3 separate regions of the Zea mays genome follow, and regions 2 and 3 are each linked to region 1. Evidence: chromatin contacts called from public Hi-C data. All regions are on one chromosome and are shown on one strand. Each heading gives the region's core, a stretch centred on a gene start, on an enhancer-like site or on the middle of the called end of the contact. The rest is flanking DNA. Distances are from core to core; before and after follow the strand shown. Region 1 has its middle 130 kb from the start of LOC118473268. Region 2 holds the start of LOC100275489. Region 3 holds the start of LOC109942419 (homeobox-leucine zipper protein ROC8).

Region 1 (2,539 bases), core at 25-2,524:
CGGATGACTCGCCGTTAATAATGTGTGTGGGTGTGGCCGGCCGGTCGTCTCTCTTGACGCGCGGCGGTACGGCGCGAGAGCACAGCGATCGATCGGTCTCTCGCACTGCTCAGCTCACTACTAACGCGGACATGATGCCGTAGAGCGTAAGGATATGATTTGGTTCAATGATATGCAGTCGTTGATTGCAAATATGTGTGCATGCATGTCTTTGGAGAATGGAGATCCGATGATGATTGCCCTAAAATTAGATTTTGTTCAGTTTGGTCAACAATCTAGCTGTATATATATGGATACGATACGATATGATTTTCATGTGCATATCGACTAAAGGGGTGTTTGGTTTCTAGGGACTAATGTTTAGTCCCTTCATTTTGTTCCATTTTAGTATATAAATTGACAAATATAGAAACTAAAATAGAGTTATAGTTTCTATATTTGATAATGTTGTAACTAAAGTGGAATAAAATGTAGGGACTAAAAATTAGTCCCTAGAAACCAAACACCCCCTAAGTAGTAGTAGTAGTGGGTTAATCAAAAAATATACAACGGTTGCATTTCCAGAGGGCGTTTGGTTCCTCTAGCCACCCTTCTAAAAATTTTAGGGACTAAAATTTAATCCAAATTTAGTCCCTTCAAATCATATTTGCAAGAGACCTATTTAAGTCACTCAATAAAGTTTAGGAGGCCGGAAAAACACCCCCGCGATATACCTTTCTAATAAGTGCTACTTTTTGGCAAGACCTGTTGATCAGTGGCAGTGGCACTCTGCTTCGATGTACTAATCATATTTGCGGCGTTGATCCAAATTAATGTCGTTGTCACGAGCCTTAGTTGGGCAGTACACGACGTACTAATGACCCTTCGGCGCGCCATGGTTAGGTGCTGGTGACGAGGATCAAGTGCTGGCGGACTAGCTAGCTAGCAGATGTGACACTGACCTTGCTAGCTAGTGTATTAAATGAAAGGCATAACCTCAGCAGCAGCAGCAATGAATCTTGATGCGACACGTTCCATGGAAAAATTGACGACTGATTTTTTTTTGTTCGTTGTTAATAGGGAAGGAGGAGAGATCTCTTGCGAGCTATTTACTTCCTTGTTAGCGAAGCTACATATGACACAACTTCGATCGAGCTCCAAGAACACACACCCACAATTACTGCTTTACATGCGCAGCGCAGATGCAGCAAGCAAGTCGCGGGAGCCTTCAAAGATCACGCGTCTGACGGGCTCGGCCCGCGCACACCCCGCCCGCCTTCTCCTGGGCCTCCAGCTCTGCTTTTGAGAAAGCAAATATGTCCAGCGTGTTTTACATCACTCAAAGCAAGAGAGGACAGTGCTCCTCGCTGGGAAGCAGGAAACAAAAGGAAAGTCTGGTGGGGATGCCAGATGACAACTAACAGCACAACTCTCACACTCAGAACCAGACTACGGGGACAAACACTCACATCAAACTTGCATAAGACTGGACCACCTTCTCACAGATCACTCCAATGGCAGAGCATTCTCCCGCAACCGGCTGAAGCTCACGTAGCCAACTCTTCACGGCATCCAGGATTTCTTCCAACAAAGTCTAGTATGTTCATTTCTTTCTCTACATTTTATCTTAACTATTTTATACCGTATAAATAGATACTTATATAAAGTTACATAGATCAAGCCCCTGGCCACGGACCGGGTGGCCCGGGGTGTGGATCCGCCCCTAAAAAGGATATAGCATCATATATGGTGGCTGACGTGCTGTTAGGAAATTTTATTTCGTAATCACCATCTTATTTTTGTTACATCAAAGGGTCCAAACCAGGCCAGCAACAATCAAGAGATAGTTCGAGCAGGATGTGAATTAACCACACCCCATTTTGTCAAACAGGCTCTCTACCGAGTAGGTGTTGAGTTTGTGATCCAAATTCCAAAGAAGCCGGCCAAGTTAGCGAGGGAGGCATGGATGGATGCCTTAACTTAGATAAGTATTTGTGTAGAGTAGTGATGCACACTTATGAAAACTAGTGCTAAATAATCATGTGATAGCCCATGAGAAGTTTGAGATCAAATCCAACTCAAAAATGGTTGAAACACGCGAGATGGTGTCGCTGCAGGGGCACCAGACAAGGTATTTCCCTATTTAGAACAGAGCCAACACTATCATGTCCGGTGTTCCCAGGACATGGTGCATAAACAAGACATCTAGAGATCTATATAGATGAGTGTTGGAAGATTAACACTCACTAGACATGTCCGGTGTAGCATTGAACATGTCACCTAACAGGGTACCCAGAGAGGTTACAAATTGAGTGTGGGAGGCAAATTGAGTGTGGGAGGCTGAGTACTCACAGGACAATAAACTCAAAAAGATCTACAAGTTGTACATTCGAGTGGAATACTCATCGAACATGTCTGATGAGGCACCAAATAAAAACAGTAGATACAAGTATAGTACAATCTAGTTTCTGGAACTAGTCATTTGAGCTACACCGGACATGTTTGGTGCAGGAAGTTGGTATGCACTTTGACATGTCTGGTGCACCTATGAAAGCTAAGT
Region 2 (2,539 bases), core at 11-2,510, 200 kb after region 1:
CTCCCGTCGTGCCTCCGCCTCCGCCTTCACCGCCGCCGCCGCCGGATCGTAGCCGTTCACCGCACTGATTCTGCAGAGCGCAAACACATGTCCGCCCGTACGGGAGTGGTGATTCCAATGCGAGCCACGTAGACAAGACGTAGGTAAGTAATGTTATTGATATGAATGAATAGTTCAGTTCTGGTGGTGGTGGTGGTAACGTGTGCCGCGCGGGCGAGATCACGCGTGGGTGCAATGCAAGTGCAACCAAGACCGCTAGGCGCTGCTAATAGGCTTCGCTGTGATCGACAACAAGTAGGCAGCACCCCCAAAGTGTCGAGCAGCGACCAAAGCCAAGAGGGGTCGGCCGGCCGTCGGCATGGGGGCATGGGCATGGGCTAGGGGAGCAGAGCAGGAATCATGTCATGCGCCGGATGGATCATGGTCATGGTCATGGCCATGGGAGGACGTGCCCACACTACACTACACTACACTACAGCTACAGGGGTGTTTTGTCTGACACTGGCTGACTGCAGTGGGGAGGACAGGTGGTGCACTAAAATAAAACTGGATCGACCCATGGACTCCCTCCCTCCCTACCTCATGGGTCAAGCTGGCATGGCATGGCATCGCATCGCACACTATGGAACAGTACAGCTGAGCAGGTACTGAGGAAGGAGATCAAAAGCAGGAGAACCTATCGTGCCGTCAGAATTAGCAAAGTTGCTACCATTCTCTCTTCTTTCCGTGTGCAGCTGCTTATATATAATCCGCGTACCTCATGCGGCCATCAGCAGCGCCACGCGGTGCGCCCAAGCTCCTGCCGCCGCGATCCACCACCAGCACGGCCGCCGCATTGTCGTCCTGCGGAGTCGGCAGCCACGGGAGAGCAACAACGGCCTCAGCTAGATCTAGCTAGTCACCATCTCCTCCATGAACCCGGTCCTTGGAAACACACAGACATACCTGCGGCAATGCCATGCGCCTGCTGGCTCCAGATTCGTGCGCGAGATCCGCGCTCGCACGCAGCATCCTGGCCTCGCGATCCTCGTCCTCGCCCTCGCCCTCGCCTGCCAGCAGCCACCCGCGGTTCCTCGCGGCATTCGGCGGCGGGATCTGCGGCGCGGTGGATGCGGCCAGATCTGAGGCGGCGGGCTGCGGCCGCCGCCTGATCCTCATGGGCGACAGGCAGAGAGGGGAGAGGAGGCCTGGATGGGAGAGAGAGAGAGAGAGGAGAGAGGGGAGGGGCAGGCAGCCGGGTAAGGGTGGAGTGGAGATGGAGATGGAGATTTGGGGGGGATGGTGCAAATTAAAGTGCGAGGGCTTTTGGTTCCGCCTTGCCTTTTATGCCGCCTCCCTCATGCTTCCGCATTTATTTATGGGGATGCAGATGCAGTGATGAGTTTTAGAATAGTGCTAGACGGTGCAGTTTTCGGCACTGCCTGCTGCCTGCTGGCTTGGCCTTGGCTTAGCCGGGCGGGCAAGACATGCGATGCGCGCGCCCCGCAACAGCGAGCACCGGACGCCGTCGCCCGGGCCCTCGGATCAGGCAGGAACCGGAGGCGGACGGCCTGGAGCTGCGGCGCATGTTAAAGCTTGGCGAAATTTATTCGCCGTTTTTTAACAGAAATCACACAGCGTTTTGAATACTAGACTAGATTATCCAAACAAAGCCGCATGAGTTGGAGAAACAGTCAGATCAGGGGTGGGGCGGGGGCGGTGGTTTAGTCAGACGGAGCAGTGGCGAAGTACTGGGGGGGCGGGGGCGAACAGGGGAGTAAAGCGAAGGTTGGGGCGCTGTCAGGGGGGAGCATGTGTGGTCGACGCGTCCAGCTTTTGGGCAGCAGGGAGGAAAGGAAGAAGCCCAGTGGCAGTGACGACGACGGATCATTTCGACTCGCCGGGCGGGCACTGGACGGTCAGTTGGCGCCCCATATATAGACGCCGCCGCGTCGTGGGGGGCATTTCCGTCCCGGTGCTAGCAGGCTCGCTCGACCCATGGCGCGGCTGGATCTGGATCCGTCCAGATTTGCACAGTTTGCATGGCTGGGCTAACGGATCGAGCCGAAGGAGGGCACGGAACACGGCAAGATTGCCGCTCTGGTGCTTGCGTTGCGAACTGGCATCTCTCCGTCCCAGACTCCCAAGTACAGCGTGAATACCTGCCATTTGCCAATGCCGCACGGCACGAGGGAGGAGGAGCGGACGATATGGGCCAAATTAAGGAGCTGCGCAGAAGAGGCCCTTCGTGGGCTGAGGCCTGAGGCACACTGCTCCTTGGGCCCATTGACATGCTACAGAGTCAGAAAGCATTCAGCACGAACAGCTCGCAGATCATCGAAGCATATTAGGATGAAGAACAGCTTCGAGCCATTCGGTAAGACACTTAGACACAGCTCTCAAATCGCCGGCACGATCGAACAGCTTGCTAGAATCAGTGCATCTAGCGGCATTTAAGTAACCATTTTTAAACTTTTAAATTCTTCTCTCTATAGTAGGCTAAACCCTTCTTCTCTTTTATAGTAGGAAATACTTATCATAAATCTGCACTCAATCGCAT
Region 3 (2,539 bases), core at 16-2,515, 160 kb before region 1:
AATTTAATGCAAAATTGTCTCAAATAGAGAGCATATACATTCAAATTCATAGAAATTCCTCTCAAATACGAACTTCTCTTGATGGTAAGAATAAAACATTGATGTTCATTTCGATAACTAATATAGCATTTCGATAACCGATTAAAGTTTGAGCATGTTGCATCAAATTTAGATTACAAAATAACTCGCAACCTTAAACAATATTGCAATAACAATTTGTTAACAGATGCCTATTAGCAAGTATGAACCATTGCATGTTCAAAATTTATGTTACAGAAGTTTGCCTGAATGGAAAATATATGTTATATGAGAACGATGGGGCATTTTGACCATGCACGCATATAATCGAATTCACACATCATGTTAATCAGTAGGAAGCACCGCATGCAGGCTTCAAATGTGTATATTTCCCGCTCGAACGAAAGCACCAAAACATAATAGTGGTCTAGTGGAACATTTAATCAGCTGAGAACGGGTTTTGCCTGATTCACACACGTTAAGTTTTGAAGCAAAAGAAGCACTACATGCTACGTGCAAATAACGTTATAGGATTAGAGATTAGACACCCAGATAACGAGTAAGACGTGTATATTTAACGTCGTTACCAGCTAGCAGATTAGGTGTATGCACAAATTTGCGAATTTTGCACTACAGGATTAACTTTCCATATAACACATGAAACGTTGATTACGTGTCCACACGGATGAAGACAATATAGGTGCAAATTTGCGTCACACGGTCCAAACATCACATGATTTTGTAAATTATTTACGTTACGTTGTTAAATTTCCATGCAATATACGTACGTGCAATTTTACGTTATAGGATTAGGTGCCGACACGGATAAAGACAATATTTGCGTTACGAGATCTAATCATTACACGGATTTGCATGTTAACGTTACAGATTATACATGTGCCCATATGGATAAAAACAAAACATATTGTGTGAATTAACCGATCGACTTATGACTGATTCCAAATTAATTGTGCAAGAATCTGAGACATTCTACACCCGCCACTTTATATAAAACAAGTCGTCAACTATTTATAAGAATTTGTTTTTGAAAAATAGAATACGAATACGAATTTATCATTCATTCAGCCGTGGAGAGGTCTGCGGGTGGAGTGGGACTGGGAGGGGGGGAATGGGAATCAGACGAGGAAATGCAGCATGCAGACCCGACCCGTTTGGCCTTAAATGGCTCCAGCTGTTCCCATCCAAACCCAACAGAGGGACTGTAGAGAGAGAAAGAGAGAGCAGTCATGGCCTCGCCGGGCGCCCTGCCCTGCTTAAAAACCTCGGCCCTTAATTCGCTCGCACCGGTTACTACTGCAGCTCCTGCTTCCTCACACCACTCTCCCTCGCCTGCCAGAGCAGGAGGAAGAAAGATTGGCAGGAACCAACAGTTCATAGACCAAGGAGCGCGGTCGGGGAGGACCGAAGAGAGACAGAGAGACGGCGAGGGAGCTTGCAGGTGTAACTGTTGCCGTGGAAACGGGGGAGCGATAGAGAGAGAGACGGGCCGGGACGGAGGAGGGTCGCAAGGAAGGAAACCAGGTGGAAGCTAGCGGAGGGGGAGAAATGGCGTGAAGCATGGCTGGATCCAAGGTTTCGCCTTTCGCGATATCCTGCCTATTCTGCAGCGTTCGTCTCGAGTTGGAAAGCGGCTACCACGCACCCCGGCGCTGTCTTGCCCGGCCTGCTCATCGTCGTCGTGTATAAATAGGAGCAGAGGGGGGGCCAGGGCCTCAGAAGTCACTGCAGCGTCACAGCTAAGAGATCTCTCCTCCTCCACCTACAGCTGTAGAGCGAGGGAGCGAGCAAGAGGGAGAAGAGAAGGTTGGTGGCAGTAGGTGGGTGTGGCTAGCCTTCAGCCAGCCGGCAATGGATTTCGGCGACGAACCTGAGGGCTCCGACAGCCAGCGCCAGCGGAAGCGGTACCACCGCCACACCCCGCGCCAGATTCAGCAGCTCGAGGCGTACGGTTCTCTCTCGTTTCGTTTTGTTTCCATTTCTTTTGCTGTTTCTTCGTTCTGTCCGGTCCGGCCACCGCCCTCGTGGTTGTTGACGGCCGGCGTCGTCGTGAGTCTTGATGAATTGACGGAAAGGAATGTAATGGTGCGTGTTCGCCGGTGACCGCAGGATGTTCAAGGAGTGCCCGCACCCCGACGAGAACCAGCGCGCCGCGCTCAGCCGGGAGCTCGGCCTGGAGCCGCGCCAGATCAAGTTCTGGTTCCAGAACCGCCGCACCCAGATGAAGGTACCCACCGAGTGTCCCAGCCGCTTTGATTCTTTTCTTCTTTTCATTCACGAGGTCGCCGTGTTTCATTTCGACCTTCTGTCGGCTTGTTTTCCACGGGTTCCTGATGGATGACGGCGGCCTTGTGCGAGCTGCAGGCGCAGCACGAGCGCGCGGACAACTGCTTCCTGCGCGCGGAGAACGACAAGATCCGGTGCGAGAACATCACCATGCGCGAGGCGCTCAAGAACGTCATCTGCCCCAGCTGCGGCGGCCCGCCCGTCGCCGAGGACTTCT

Evidence for each region. A called contact is a pair of places that touch in the nucleus more often than the background predicts.
Region 2: a Hi-C map of tassel shows a contact between it and region 1, with 3 times the contacts expected there. The contact joins the promoter of LOC100275489 here to the enhancer-like site in region 1. A contact is called at or near these places in 6 of 25 Hi-C or Micro-C datasets (bundle sheath, ear, endosperm and 2 more) and 1 of 3 datasets of contacts at active chromatin or transcription factors (leaf).
Region 3: a Hi-C map of ear shows a contact between it and region 1, with 5 times the contacts expected there. The contact joins the promoter of LOC109942419 here to the enhancer-like site in region 1. A contact is called at or near these places in 9 of 25 Hi-C or Micro-C datasets (bundle sheath, ear, leaf and 2 more) and 1 of 3 datasets of contacts at active chromatin or transcription factors (leaf).

Annotation. Positions count from the first base shown.
Region 1 is chr9:10,480,432-10,482,970 of Zm-B73-REFERENCE-NAM-5.0, forward strand. No RefSeq gene overlaps it. Among protein-coding and RNA genes, the nearest start is that of LOC118473268, 130 kb to the left of the region's middle. Within about 2 kb of position 1,275, at least 16 of the 20 cell types and tissues checked have an H3K27ac peak or open chromatin away from gene starts, as enhancers often do. A contact at or near this core is called in bundle sheath, ear, leaf and 1 more, where this site is marked.
Region 2 is chr9:10,677,798-10,680,336 of Zm-B73-REFERENCE-NAM-5.0, forward strand. It overlaps LOC100275489, which reads right to left and starts at 1,261. Exons shown (of 3, transcript NM_001149551.2): 1 at 946-1,261; 2 at 758-843; 3 at 1-70. The coding sequence starts at 1,158.
Region 3 is chr9:10,317,914-10,320,452 of Zm-B73-REFERENCE-NAM-5.0, forward strand. It overlaps LOC109942419 (homeobox-leucine zipper protein ROC8), which reads left to right and starts at 1,266. Exons shown (of 11, transcript XM_020544401.3): 1 at 1,266-1,611; 2 at 1,805-1,982; 3 at 2,146-2,263; 4 at 2,401-2,539. The coding sequence starts at 1,888.